Linked DNA regions of Anser cygnoides: region 2 is linked to region 1. A link is a contact called in public Hi-C data. All regions are on one chromosome and are shown on one strand. The core of a region is the stretch at or near the end of the contact, and the rest is flanking DNA. Distances in the headings are between cores, read along the strand shown.

The links. A called contact is a pair of places that touch in the nucleus more often than the background predicts.
Region 2: a Hi-C map of liver shows a contact between it and region 1, with 12 times the contacts expected there. The contact joins the promoter of ADAMTS13 here to the enhancer-like site in region 1. A contact is called at or near these places in 2 of 7 Hi-C or Micro-C datasets (both in liver).

Annotation. Positions count from the first base shown.
Region 1 is chr20:4,201,845-4,208,538 of Taihu_goose_T2T_genome, forward strand. The region is part of intron 2 of VAV2 (vav guanine nucleotide exchange factor 2); the gene reads left to right. Among named protein-coding and RNA genes, the nearest start is that of VAV2, 37 kb to the left of the region's middle. Within about 2 kb of position 4,192, at least 1 of the 3 cell types and tissues checked has open chromatin away from gene starts, as enhancers often do. A contact at or near this core is called in liver, where this site is marked.
Region 2 is chr20:4,460,801-4,467,494 of Taihu_goose_T2T_genome, forward strand. It overlaps ADAMTS13 (ADAM metallopeptidase with thrombospondin type 1 motif 13), which reads right to left and starts at 3,991. Exons shown (of 29, transcript XM_066980650.1): 1 at 3,335-3,991; 2 at 2,948-3,014; 3 at 1,840-2,120; 4 at 1,496-1,637; 5 at 985-1,124; 6 at 285-368; 7 at 75-199. The coding sequence starts at 3,409. It overlaps REXO4 (REX4 homolog, 3'-5' exonuclease), which reads left to right and starts at 4,138. Exons shown (of 8, transcript XM_013193976.3): 1 at 4,138-4,438; 2 at 4,712-5,166; 3 at 5,457-5,612; 4 at 5,827-6,020; 5 at 6,435-6,523. The coding sequence starts at 4,253.

The DNA.
Region 1 (6,694 bases), core at 2,942-5,441:
GCCAGTTTTTTTCCAATGTCCGGTTGTTTAGCAATCCCGCCGTGACAAGGGACAGGCTGCATTTCGTGGCAGAGGGTGCCAAAAGTGACCTGAGAAGCTGACCGGCTACATTTCTAGCTGGGCCCCTTGTAGACACCTTAATACACTTTTCTACAAGTTGGATCTCCACTTCCTTTTGGTTTGCTTAAATCTTTTTCCTTTACAGTGGATCAAAAGCCCTCGGTAAGGACTAGGGACGTGAAATGAGGGCCTGGTCTTGCAGGAGTGGGCGCTGCAGGGGTGCTGTGCCCACCTTTTGCTACTACAGCCTGGCTCCTGATGGAGAAAGAAAATTAAGTAAAAACACAGTGCTCACGTACGTCATGGTGTTGTGCAGTGCTTCATGCACATTTAATAGCAGTGATGATATAAAATGCAACTCTTATTGGACTTGCTAATTTATTAGCACTGACTATAACGAGATAAAATGCACATAAATATGGATTAAACTCTTTATCACTCTATTAGTCAGCATGATAGTAGCAAGGTTCATTAAAGGGAGTTACTCATTTTCAATAACTTGCAGTAATGTACGTTTTTTTTGGAGAAATATAGTTCAAATATTCATAAACCCGCGGAGCGTGCCATTTATTAGCCTCCTACTCCTCTCTGCTCTCCTGATGTATGTTTAATTGTCCTGACTTTTTCTTTTGAAGTTCCTGGACTGCCTGAAAAAAAGGTGTTTTTTTTTTTTTTTTTTTTTTTTGCAAGACAGGGGTCTTATGTCTCACTGCCCCCAGCAGCCCCGTTTTCAGAGCCTGCAAAATGTTTGAAGCTCCCTGCTGTTGGGACAGGGTACTGGGAGAGCGGCAAGGGGACTCAGCCCCAAGCCTCCAAAATGCCCTGCTGCCACTCAGAGAAACAAGATTTCTGCTTGACTTGAGTGTGGAGAGCGTTGTCAGGATTATTTAAGGGATTTTGAGACATTTCTGCTGAGTGCCAGCGGTGTTTTGTGTTGCTCAGACTCTTTGCTGAGAGTTCCCCTCCCTCCATCGCCTCCAAGTACACGTTAATACCCCCGTGGCAGTGTTTTACGGGGGGGGACTTTAAAACTGGGCACGCACTTTTAACGTAGCCTGAGCACATAACGGGGGGTGGGAAGGGGGAGATTTATGTGAAATAATATAGGTAGTTGAAAATTGCAAGGCTCTCAGATAAACGGCTGTGTTTCGGTGCCATAACAAACAACACGAGCTCAACGCCTGCCCTCCTGCAGCTAACCCGCTGGCGGTGGGAGCAGCTCTCCTTTTCCCTTTCTGGATTTTTTTTTTTTAGTACTTTATTTTTTATTTCTGCCTTCTCGTAGCCAAGAACAAACTGGAAGTCGTGCCTTTCTGCTGCATGGAGTGGCCGGGAGCAGAGCTGGGGGTGGCCGAGCTCGGCGCCCTGTCCCCTGCTGCTGCTGGCTGGGCTGCCCGCGTGCCTCGCGTCCTGGTGATTTGCAAATCCCCCAAGGAAACGGGCAGCAGCACAGCCCTCCCCTTGTTGTGGCCCTCTGTGCCAGTTATTCAGGCGGCTGCTACGTGGTGGCTGGACGTGTGTCAAGAAAAGGGATCCTATCGGAGGCGAAACTGCTTCCAATTGCCGTATAACTCACAAGATGCGTGTGCAGCGGGTGGGGAGGGAAGTGAGGAGCCTTCTCCAGAAGAAGGGCGTGTGTATTTTTTTTTTTTAATTCCCAAGGGAGTAGTAGAATAACTGCCTTGCAAAAAGATGTGTGTGTGTGTGACTGCATGCAAGAAACCAGGAACCCGCTTAACTCCTTGCCAGCCCGGTGCTTACAGTGACGTTGTCCCAGAGGAGCAGGAGCCGCGGCTGCGTCCCCAGCCTCTGCTCCCCTTCGTGTGCCTGTGCAGAGCAGCCAAGCTCTGGCTAGCTCCAGCAGGGCAACATTTTGCTTTAATTGCATCTGATTTTTCTATTTTGAAGCTGTTGCGCTTTTCAGAAGTGACCGAAGAGCTTTACCAACAAGCTGAAAATTCACGTGCGGCGTGGATGCTGCTCGGGGGGATTTTGCCCAGCCCCTTGGGGGCTGCAGGTCCTTGCTGCAGGGAGAAGCAGCCCTGGCAGAAGCAGGCAGCCTGCTGCGGCTCTCAGACTGATGATATCCCTGGCTGCTCGCAGGAGCTGCGGGTGGCATTTGGCCCTCCCGTGCAGGCTGGCACGCTGTTCAGCTGGGGTTATGCTGGCTGACTTTTGGCCACCCGTGTTCCAAGTAGCTGGAATCGTGCAGGATATCACCATGAACTCTACAAATGGCAAAAGCAGACTGGAAGAGGATGGTTTGGTTTTCTTCCCCCCCCTTTTTTTTTTTTTTGCAAGCTTGTGGGTCCATTTGGGTCGGGTGTTGCTTTTGTGTCAGGGCACCCAAGCTCGGGGCCAGCCGTGCCCAGGGCAATGCTGTCGGGGGGCACCCGGCTGCAGGATGCAGGGAGGGGGCGGCGGCAGGCTGGGTTAGCAGGTGCGGTGCGTCCCGCAGATGTTTTCAGCCAGAACGCTAAAAGCAAGCACAGGAAACCCTGATGCTGAACTTCTCTAAAGCACGGGGCAAATGAATTGCAGATTTCTGTGGCTAGCCAAGCGTGCAGCAGGCGGTGCTTTCTGCTGTGCCGTGCACCGGCCTGTTACGGCGCGGTGTTTGCTGTAGGAGATGCAGGGGGTGTTGCCACACATCGTGTATGTTTTTAGGGTCCAAATCCTGAAAACTTCCCCCTGGTCTCCTGTTAACATTGCCCTGAAGTAACTGGTGGATTAAAAATCTCCTAGCAGGCTGCCGCAGTTTGCAACCAAAAGGACCACGCTGGTTTACTTTGTGGTCTTCAGGGTCCAGTGACAGCACCGGGGCCTCAAATCATGCACATGCACCAAGCTGCTGGTAAAAGCAGTTGGTCTCCTACTGCACCCTAAAGTGAAACACCTGGGTGTCACCAGCCCAGGAAGCTGGGTGCTGAGCTGTGCCCTCTGCTGTCCCCTCCTGTCCCTGGCTGGGCCGGAGGAGAGGCTGCTTAAAAAGCAGAGCTTTTAGCTGCGAGGTGGCCGGCTATCTCTGCTTTCTCCTTCTCCTTTCTCCTTTTCCTCCCTCTCCTACTTGCAAATCAGCACTGTTTATAGATGCACAGCTCCGCCGTGGAACTGAAAGAGCCAGAAATGTTCATTCTGGGAAGCTTTGCTTTTCTTTTTTTTTCCTCCCCTCTTGGCTGCTTTCCCCAGTATTTTTCCAAGGGGTCACATTAAGGGGTATTATGTTTCAGATCAAACAAGCACGGACAGGATCTTTCCTAACTCCCATAGTCTGCATGGGAGAACGGTGCTGTTGGGCCTCAAACTGCAACCGAAGTGTTGTAATGTGCAGGGAGCCGGAGGTATCGATCAGGACGTGGGTAAACACGTATTCTTAATGTGTATGAAATTGATTTTCTTGCACTTCCGTGATCTGGCTGAGCTCTTCTTGTAGTCATATTAGACAAGATCGGGGGGTGGGGAACCTGAGAGCAGTAAAACATTCACTGGTCTGTGCCTCTAAAAAGGGGAAGGGGTGCAGTCCGTCTCTCTTCTGTGACCCTACAGCTTTTGTCTGTTGGTTGAAAAATGCCTGGCTGCTTTTGGACCCCACAAGATGTTGTTTTTTTTTTTTTTTATTACATTATCAGGCGTTTGTGACTTAATGATTTGGTCATGGTCACCACGACTGAAAGGTGTCAACAGGCAGAGTCAGTCCTTCGGTGCCTCAGCGCTCCGTTAGTGCATCTGGCATCACTTGAGCTCAACCGTTCAGCATGCTTGTGCTTTGGGAAAGGAAGGAAACACATCCCGTGTAATGTCATTTAAAGCAATCTCGGAATAAAAGGAGGTTTTTATTCTGTAACGAGCCAGGGATCTTCTGTTTCTTCATTAAAATCTTCCCCAGATTTCCTAGCCTGTCGAAGTTACAGCGTCTGATAATGAAACTGTCTCAAGGCCAAATGCTTCGGTTATGAAGAATAATTAACATTTCTTGAAACAGATTAACGTGTGGGTGTAACCATGTTTTAGCAGAATGTGCAAAAAGCGAAACTCTCAGCCTGAAAGCACTGCCATGACCGAACTTCTCAAACCCCAGTGCTCAGGGTAATTCTGCTCAGCATCTACCCTGTGAAGCAGATTAAAGGAAAAGGGGAGAAAAAAGCCTCTGCAGCAAACCGATTCCTCCTGGGGCAAAGAAGAGCGGGTACAAGTTAGCGTATCAAAGCATCGTGCCCCAAAACAGGCACCCTGATGCTGGGATGGAGCCGGGGAGCCTGGTGCCCATTCCCCAGCCCATCCTGGGAGAAGGGGACAGGGCTGGGGCGCACGGGGGGACCCGATTTGGCCCGGTCAGCCTCCTCCTGCATTGACACTTTGCATTCGGGCAGTCACGTATCGAAGCGAAATGTTAATGTTTCACGGCAAATAAACATTGCTCAAAGTGGGGGCAGAAAAATGGTGTGTTGAAACCTCGGCTCCTCAGCAGAGCGTGGTTTCGGTGAGGTTTGCTATTAACACCCAGGTCTCCTGCCATCTCCTGATTTAAGGGGCTTTACGGTGCTGAGGCCGTGACTTGGGGGTGCTGCTGCTGGCAGGAGCAGCTCCGTGCACGAGGGCTGCCCTCGTGCCACAGCTCGCTGGTGATGAGGTTTCTCCTTTCCATCCCCGCCTTGTTCAAGAGAATTTAAAAAAAAAAAAAAAAAAAGGCATCTCAGACTGTTTTGTTCCACTCTTTCAAAATGGGCTGCTTGTTTGTTCTTGGAGCGCTTCCAGACTTTTTTTTTTTCCCTTTTCCTTCAGAAATGAGTTATTTCTTCAAAACCGCCCTGTACTTTCAGGATTCCTCCGGGTGATTCCCCTGCCCGCTCCAGCTGGGTGTGCAGGGCTGGGGGGGCTGGAGAGCTTGGTATGATGGTTGTTCCAGACTCGCATGGGCTGCACGGGGTGCATCGGGGCAGTGACACGGGATCAGGTGGCTTGGATCTGCAGTGCTGGCGGGGAACAGTTTCCTTTGGATGGGTTTTAAATAGCTTCCCTGAGCATCGCAGGTGAAGCCAGGATCACGGAGACGTGTGAAAGCCACCTGCATGGGCTGTGTGATGTTCCTAACTATCGTTTCCCTGCTGGGAAAGCTGGTGCGTTCTTCCTGGGGACAAGTGCCTCTGCGTTTCCCAGCCCTTCCCGACTTTGCCAGGTTTTGAGCTAGGCAAGGAAGAGGCAGGGAGGCACGGTGCCTGCCACCAGTGTCGATGTGCAGTTTTTTGCTGTACCTGCAGCCGGACGGCAGCGCTTGCCAGCCCTCGATGCTTTGCAGATTGAGTTAATGAGCCTCAGATGGTGATGCCGCAGCTCACTCATTTATACTCTCAGTCTTAATGGCGTGTGTGTAAGTGAGGCGTTCTCCTCTTCAACATCGTTTTCTTCCTACTAATTACATATTAAAGCATAATCGCGGTAGCAAGAAAGCAGCCTTAATGCACCCTGGGTAAAGCTAACGATGTGGGCACACTCTATTTAGGGGCGTTTGTCAAAGTTCCCTATCCCAAGCCTGTTGTTAGTAACTTCAGGAATTTCTGAGCCAGCATGGACTTGGTAAATGTTTGCAGTCATTCCTCCTAATGAATAAGGCTTGTGTGGGAGAGGCTGATGGAGCTGCGGTGGAGATTTTTCCCTGGCTAACAGATGGTGGGGATTTCACAGCCTGTTACTGAAGTTTTGAAAAAGGTGGTTCAGGGGAAGGAGCTAAATGCAAATGGGCTGTGGAAGTAAGGCAGATCGGAGCCAGCACTGTGTATGTTCTTCTGGGACTTTGGGAGTGGTGCTTCCCTCCCTAATCCTAGGGCAAGGCTTCATCTTGGTGCCTCACTGCTGACACTGCTGCTGGTGTCCAGCACCTTCTCTGTGACCTCTGCTGCGTGGCAGAGCTCGTCTCCATCTCCTGTGCTTGCCACCTTCGGGATCTCCCTGACTTCAGGCAGCTCTGGAGCTTGTGTCTAACTTGAAGGCCACAGAGGGGCTCAGCAGTGAGGAGAACTTGTACGATATCTGGGTTCTGAGTCGGTGCAGATGTGGCCCAAGAAGCAGCAGTAGGCCCGGGCCCTGCAGAGTGGTGCCAGGGGGCAGTGACGGAGGCCCAGCAGTTGTGGGCCCCGGTCTGGTGCAGCCCCCCAGCCTTTAAGAGCCTCTCGCTGAAGACAGGTGAATTACTCATATGGGTAGGGAGACAGCCGCACAGATATTTGCATTGTATGGTCTTTGAGGATGCAGCGAACGTCCCACAGCGAATAATGAATATCGTACGGTTAAAGGTGTACTCCTGTCTCACTTCGTTTTGCGTGTCTAACTTAAAATACGCCTCTGGAGAGACCAGATGTAAAAGTGGTGTTTTGACAAAGAAAACTGAGTTTTCTTAAGAGGGAAAAAAATGAGAAAAGCCCTCTCCCAGTAAGCAGACCCCTCAGTGTAGGTGCTACTCGTGTGCAGAGGTGGGGGTCCCAGGAGGCTCCCGAGCACGTGTGACAGTGGGGGTGTTCCTCTGGCTCTTCGGCCTCCTCTGGGTGCATGCAAACACAAAGCCACCAAAGACAGTGCTGGGAGCACTGATGTGCGAGAAGTGCTTGGAGAGGCAGGGTGAGAGGCAGCGGCCTCGGAG
Region 2 (6,694 bases), core at 2,741-5,240, 260 kb after region 1:
GTGTCACTGTGCTGGTAGCTGGACACCAACAGACTGATTTCCAGTCTCCTGCCAGGACAGGGGAGCTTCAGTACCTGGTCACATACAGCACAATGTCAGCGTGCCGGGGATCAGAGTCATTCTGGGGGTTGACCTTCTTGCTCCACTCGCAAACACTGATTAGTGAAGAGGTGATATTTGTTGTGATGTTTACATCCACCTGAAGTAAGATCATACATTTGCACATTTCATACAGCTTTTAGCAAAGCCCCAGACAACATCTGAACAGAGCCCTCCCTGCTTACCTCCGGTTCCCTCAAAACAAGCATTTGCATCAAATGAACCCTGAAATGACCACCCAGCGAAGCATCTCGCAGCAGCTCTGCCCCCTGTTAAGATACAGAAAAGATTCAGTAAAGAAGTCATCTCGGTGACTTCCAGTATCTATTCCAAATTACAGGGGTGCACTCATTACAAAGCTAACACACCTGGTAACTATAAGGGCAAATATAAATTCACCAGGAAGTACAATCAAGTAAGCAACATAAATGTAAAAAAAAAATAAATCTGTCAATTGATGATAACTTGTTAGACTCATCAGCTACTCTGAAACAGAGAGAAAAATCTGCACAGAAAACAAATTTCATAGGGTAGGAGAGTAAATTCAATGGATCTGGCTTAACCTCACTGAAATCGAGAGGGACTGAATCAAGTCTCTGGTGATAAAACTCTTGCTACTGTATCTTATATTATCTGTGTAATTAGATTAGTAACGAAATGAAGAGCTTTTAACATTCACTTTTCCTTTTGCAGCTCTTTCAACAAGGGTAAGCTTGATGTGCAGTCCCAATGAAACACAAACGAACACCCTGCATGTAAGCAGTGCTCTGTAATAGGAGCAGGTAACCACAGACACCTCTGGGAAGTGCATCCACAGAGCTAAATCTACCTGCAACACTGTGAGCTCTTACACTGGAACAGCAGTCCAAACAGAAAACTACTCACAATGTTCAGGTTTGCAAGAATATATCGCTCCGTGTCCTCTTTGTGGTGCAAGTAAACGTCGGGACCTGCTACGACCATCAGCTCCAGATGTTTGACAGCTCCCTCAGCCCTCTTCTGCAGGCGAGAAGGAAACTGCCCTGCTGAACAGCAAAAAGGGACGCAGGGAGTTTAAAATGCAAGACAGCATACAAGATCCTGCAGATTCACTCCCTCTTCCTGAAAGACTAAAGTACTGATAGACGACTACTTTCACAGTCACTTGCCCAAGTTTCACACTTTTGTTGGTTTTCTTCACCTGTCTGCACCCTTGGTAACATATTTATATTATCCAAATAACAAGTACCTAAATGAAAAACATTGTTTACACCTCAATGAGGTGAGAGCCATTTATCAAGTATAATCATATACTTGCAGATACAAATCTTTCTCCTCAGCTCATTCAAGCAGCCCCACTACCAGAAGACAGTTTTTCAGAGCAGAACAACCAGGGCTTCCTTTCCAAATATGTTACCTCTTGCTGTACTTGATCCTACTCTGGCACTTCTGAAGAGAATGTGGGGACTGGAGAAGCCAAGATCCTTCAGCAGGGCCATATCTTTGTTTCTGACAGGCCTGATATGAATCTTTTCTTCATCTGTAATGACGACTCCTTGCTAAAGGAAATGAAATTCCATCTCTGAGTTATTCCAGACATTTACTACAATGGAGAACTCTTATCATGTCCTTCCTGCTTCTCATTTGTAATGCTCAGATTTATTAAATGGATGGTTCACACATGTGTGGGGCATCAAGCTGCAAACCTGCAAAGGCTGTAAATACTTGTAAGAAAAGCTGACAAGTTCAGTGCATACTCACCAGCTGCCCTTCACAGTAAGTGACTCTACACTCAGCCCCAGGAGGTAGTGATGGCTTTCCACCTGCAAAGCAGTTGCCTGAGAATTGCTTCAGTATGCTAAAAGAAGAGTTCACCATTTGATTGATCACAAAGGAAGAAGAAACGAGGGCATGGTCCTCTAGAAATTCAAAGGCATAGACTTCTCCCCAAGCTTTAATGGAGCAATGTTGAATTCGACATGTCAGCCCAATGTGCTCTTCTTTACAAGGGCAACTTGGCTGAGCAACCACAAACTCGGGTACTGAAAGAAACGAAACAAAACCAGAACAAGGGGAACGGTTATAAGAAATGATGATACATGGAAAACAAATATAATAATTTGTATCCTTGCAAAAAATTATTCTCCAACTGACAACTGTGCCTTTTGAGGTCACTTTGCCAATAGTCAAAGAACTTCTGTGCGTTCAACTATTCCAAAGCAGGGTACTCTGACCGGGAACAGACAACAGCTCTGAAACTAGCTTCTGACTTATCTGTGCTTCTGCTCCCTTGTTAAGGAGAACGGCTCATTTGACAAAGGCTGAGACAGTTTTACTTCCTCAGATGTTAAGCATTACTGAGTGAGAATAATCATAACCCAAACAGAGACACTGGAAAGTGCGCTAGATGAACTCACAAGTCAACAACATCCTTGCTTCAAGAATTTGGGAGTTCAAAATGTATCTTTATTCTGAACTACCACCAATCCAGACCTAGAGTGCTAGTCTCTCCATCTGTTTATTTAAAAAAAATAACAAGTGCATTTAAAGCTATTCTTAGTTTATAGCTTCCCATTCAGATGACTTGGATGCGTTAATCTCGTAGAAATATATCAATACAGAGAACGAGGACTGTAGCAGAAATGCGTAAAAAGATTTATTGTATCTCCTTTAGGAGATTTTAAATACTGACCCAGTTCTTCAACACACTGAGACACAGATTACCTCACTGAGTAATGCAACTCAGAAATGCTAAATGCTTGTCAGAACAGAGTTAGTTAATAAGCGTTCTTAGCATTATCAAATGTACGGGATTAGAAATAAACTGACAAATGTGTTCCAACATCAAGAAGGAAGGAGCTCTGCATACCATCAGACACTGAGCTGGTTCCAAAATAAGAGAAAATATCTTCCGGATCCAAAGCTCTGAGAAATTTCTGCAAGAAGAAGAATGGCTTTACTTTATTTTTTTAAAGAAAAACAAATGGATACAAGACTATTATTTAACTGAACCTAACCTAGAAGGAACATCAGCAAACAATTCAACAAGTATCGATGCCAAGTTCTAATGGTTTTATTTTGCACTGAGCATATGCTGCACAATGGCCACCCAGAGGAAATAACTTTATCTTCTTGATTAGTGAGGTTTGATACATTTTGGCTTAGAACACATTGTGTTTTCTCTCCTTTTTTTTTTTTTTTTCCTAGAAATAAAAAAGGCTTCCTGGAAACTGCATTTTCTGGAGGTCAAACTTACCTCTTGGAGAATGGATGGCCAACAAAATCCCAGAGGGAACATCATGAGAGCTCGGATCATCAAGCTGATGATCATGCTGGAAGAATTGCAACCAGTGCTGCAGAGTAAACTCTGGCCCAAGGGTGATTAAAATGTTTAGCCCGAGGCATCACGTGGAACGGAAGTGAAGAATACACAGTTTAAACAAACAGGAGAGTTGATCTTCTGCAGAGAGGGACAGTCGAGGGGGAATTGAACTGCTGCAGGAGGTTTTACAGGAACAGCTGTAGGGGCAGAGCTTTTGCGCAACGTTTGCAGCTTTATTACAGCCAAAGAGCACAGCCATAAGAGGAGCTTTGGGCCAGTTTTAGCAGCCAAATAAACAAGGCACAATTTGCAGGGTGGGGGGGCGGAACTGGGCTCCAATTTGTTCAACCTGTGCATTGCTGCTCCCTGCACCTCGACCATGCTGGAGCCTCACAGGTGGACTTGGACAGACCGTGAGGCATGGCAAGACGCAGCACCTCGAAACCACGAGCCAGGCCCTGATGGCGGCCACACAGGGCACACACAGCAGGGTCTGCCACCCGCGTCTAAAGCAGGACCTCGGGTCAGCCCTCGGGGTGCCGCCAGCCCGCGGGACCTGCCCCCCAAGCACACAAACAATACCCTCGTGAAAGCCCCAGCTTTATTGAAACCCCAGCTTTATTGAAGCCCCAGCTTTATTCAAACCCCAGCCCCAGACTCCCCCCTCCTCAGGGCTCGCCCCACGGGCGGCTCAGCGCCGGCCGCTCCCGCAGCCGCCAGGGGCCGCCAGCGCAGGCCCGGCCCCGGCGCCCGGAACCGCAGCGCGGGGCTGCGTTCCCCGGCGGGCCGCTGCTGCGAGGCGCTGAGGAAACGGCGGCCGCGGCCCTTTCGATTCCCGTTCCCCGTCCCCACATGGCAAAACGGGGCCCCGCGGAGCCCGGGGCTGCGGGGCCGAGCCCCGGGGCCCGCGGGAAAGGCAAGAGGAAGAAATTCTGGCGGCGCCCCGCGGAGCCTGCCGCCCCGCAGGGCCCTAAGATGGCGACGGCCCTGCCCCGCAGCCCCCAGGAGTTCTCCGCCAACTGGAAGGCGCTGCAGGAGGTGAGGGCGAGCCGCCAGGCCAGGGATGCTGTCGTTTTCCTTGCTAGTACAGTTCCACACCGCGTATAGTAATTAAAAAACATGGTTTCGTGTTAAAATAACGCGCAGGGGTCTGGGAGATGCCGTTGCAGTAATGCCCCTTCAGCCAGATAAGAGAGCCCTGGTCAGCTTCACGCTGAGGTATTGTGTGGAGTACTCTAACAAATGACAGCAGGGTAGAATTGAAGGGAGATAATCTTTTTTTCTTTTTTTTTTTTCTTTTGGTCATTTTAGCTACTGAAACAAAAGGCAAATAACTCGGATGAGTCCCACTCTGCATGTCAAACACACACCAAAAAGAAGCATCCGCTCAAAGAGGGGACCAGCCAACAAGTTCCAGTTAGCAAAGGGAATGAGAACGTGGCAAAGCCCAAATCCGCAAACAAAAAGGAAGATGGTCCTGCTAAAGACGGTCCTCCTTTGGATAAGAAAAAATCCAAGGCGGTTGCAGCGGACAAGAATTTAAAGCCCAAATCCACAAATAAAACGGACAACAGTTCTGCGAAAGACAATCCTCCTTTGGCTAAGCCAAAATCCAAGAAGGTTGCAACGGACAAGAATTTAAACGGCACCAAAAGCAATGGAAAAAGCTGCAAGGAAAAAAGGAAGAATGGCAATATTGAAAAGGAGAAGGGTGATGTAAAACATAAGAAGAGGAAAGCTGAAGCTGTGGAGCAGCAGCCCAAAGAGTGAGTACTTCAGGCATCATGCATGTATTTGAATGTTTATTTTAGGAGGTGTATGTAAGGAGTACAGGGTATTACATTTGAAATAGCTGCACTCTTCCAGACTATATTTTGGGAGAAGTAAGATGAACAGTGCCCCTCCTCGGATAAGGCAACAAACTTGCATAGATGACAGTACTAGACTACTTTTCAGAGCTGATTTCTTGATTTAAAAATAAATCTGCTTTTCCTACACTATAAAGATGGAAAACCACTTTAAAACTATTTAATGTAATTAAATTTGTACTTACCAGGGCTGACATCTGGTTTGATGATGTTGATCCAAAAGATATTGAAGCAGCAATAGGACCTGAAGCAGCAGAAGTTGCTAGAAGAAAACTGGGACTTAAAACAGGCCGATCCGAACAGTCTGTGGAGCGGGTGCTGGTTAAAGAAAAATCTTCTGATGGGTGAGTGGCATTCCAGTGGGAAGCATGACAGCAGAAGCATCAAGATTTTTCTGATAACTCTGATTTGTAGATGCAGCATGTAAGCTGACATCCCCCTGGGTCTGCTGACAGTCATACTGCTGAGTTCTCTCCATGAAAATGTGTGCACCTTGCGAACTTCACTGTGCGGTCCTTGTAACAGGTGTGTCACCAAGCTGTCCTTTTTTCTTTTCAGGCTGACAAGAACAGTAGCCATGGACTGTGAGATGGTGGGAGTGGGACCAAAGGGTGAAGACAGTATTGTGGCTCGAGTGTCCATTGTGAACCAGTTTGGAAAGTGCGTTTACGATAAGTATGTCAAACCTACAGAAGAGGTGACGGATTACAGAACTGCTGTTAGTGGCATACGTCCTGAGAACGTAAAGACAGGTAGGAGTTTTTTCCCAAACCTGTCCTTTAAGGAAGGCAATTTTAACATGCTACCACAAAAGCCTCATTGGCTGAGCTTGAAAAAGTTTTAGACCTAATTTGAAAAAATGGAAAATAAAATCTAGTCTGAATGCTAGGAAAAAATGTGGGAAGAAGAACTTTTTTACAGAATGGTCACTGATATCCCAGATGAAATTCACTTGTTAATTATGGTGTGCGAATAATATGTAAGTTGATTTCCTTTTAGTGTTGTGCTCTTCATGGCAAGAAGATTCAGTGTCAAATACAAATTCATATAACTACAGTCCCAAAGATACAATTGCCTTCACAAAAAAAGATGCAGTGTTTTAATTGTAGCTTGCTTAGTGTCTTAGGTGTCTAACAGAAGGTGGTCTAATTGTGTGGTGTTTTTAGGTGAAGATTTTAAAACAGTTCAGAAGGAGGTTGCTGATATCTTGAATGGAAGGATTTTAGTTGGGCATGCTTTACACAATGACCTAAAGGTACGTGGCTGCAAATTTCTTACTTTGAAGATAAGGCTCCAAACACTGAAAATTGATTAACTTTCTAATATATCTTCCTAGATTAGTCAGATGAACACACCTGAACTCCTAGAAACGACAGCTTTATAGTTGTTAGCTCAGTTTCATGTCCTTATACACTGCACCAGGTAT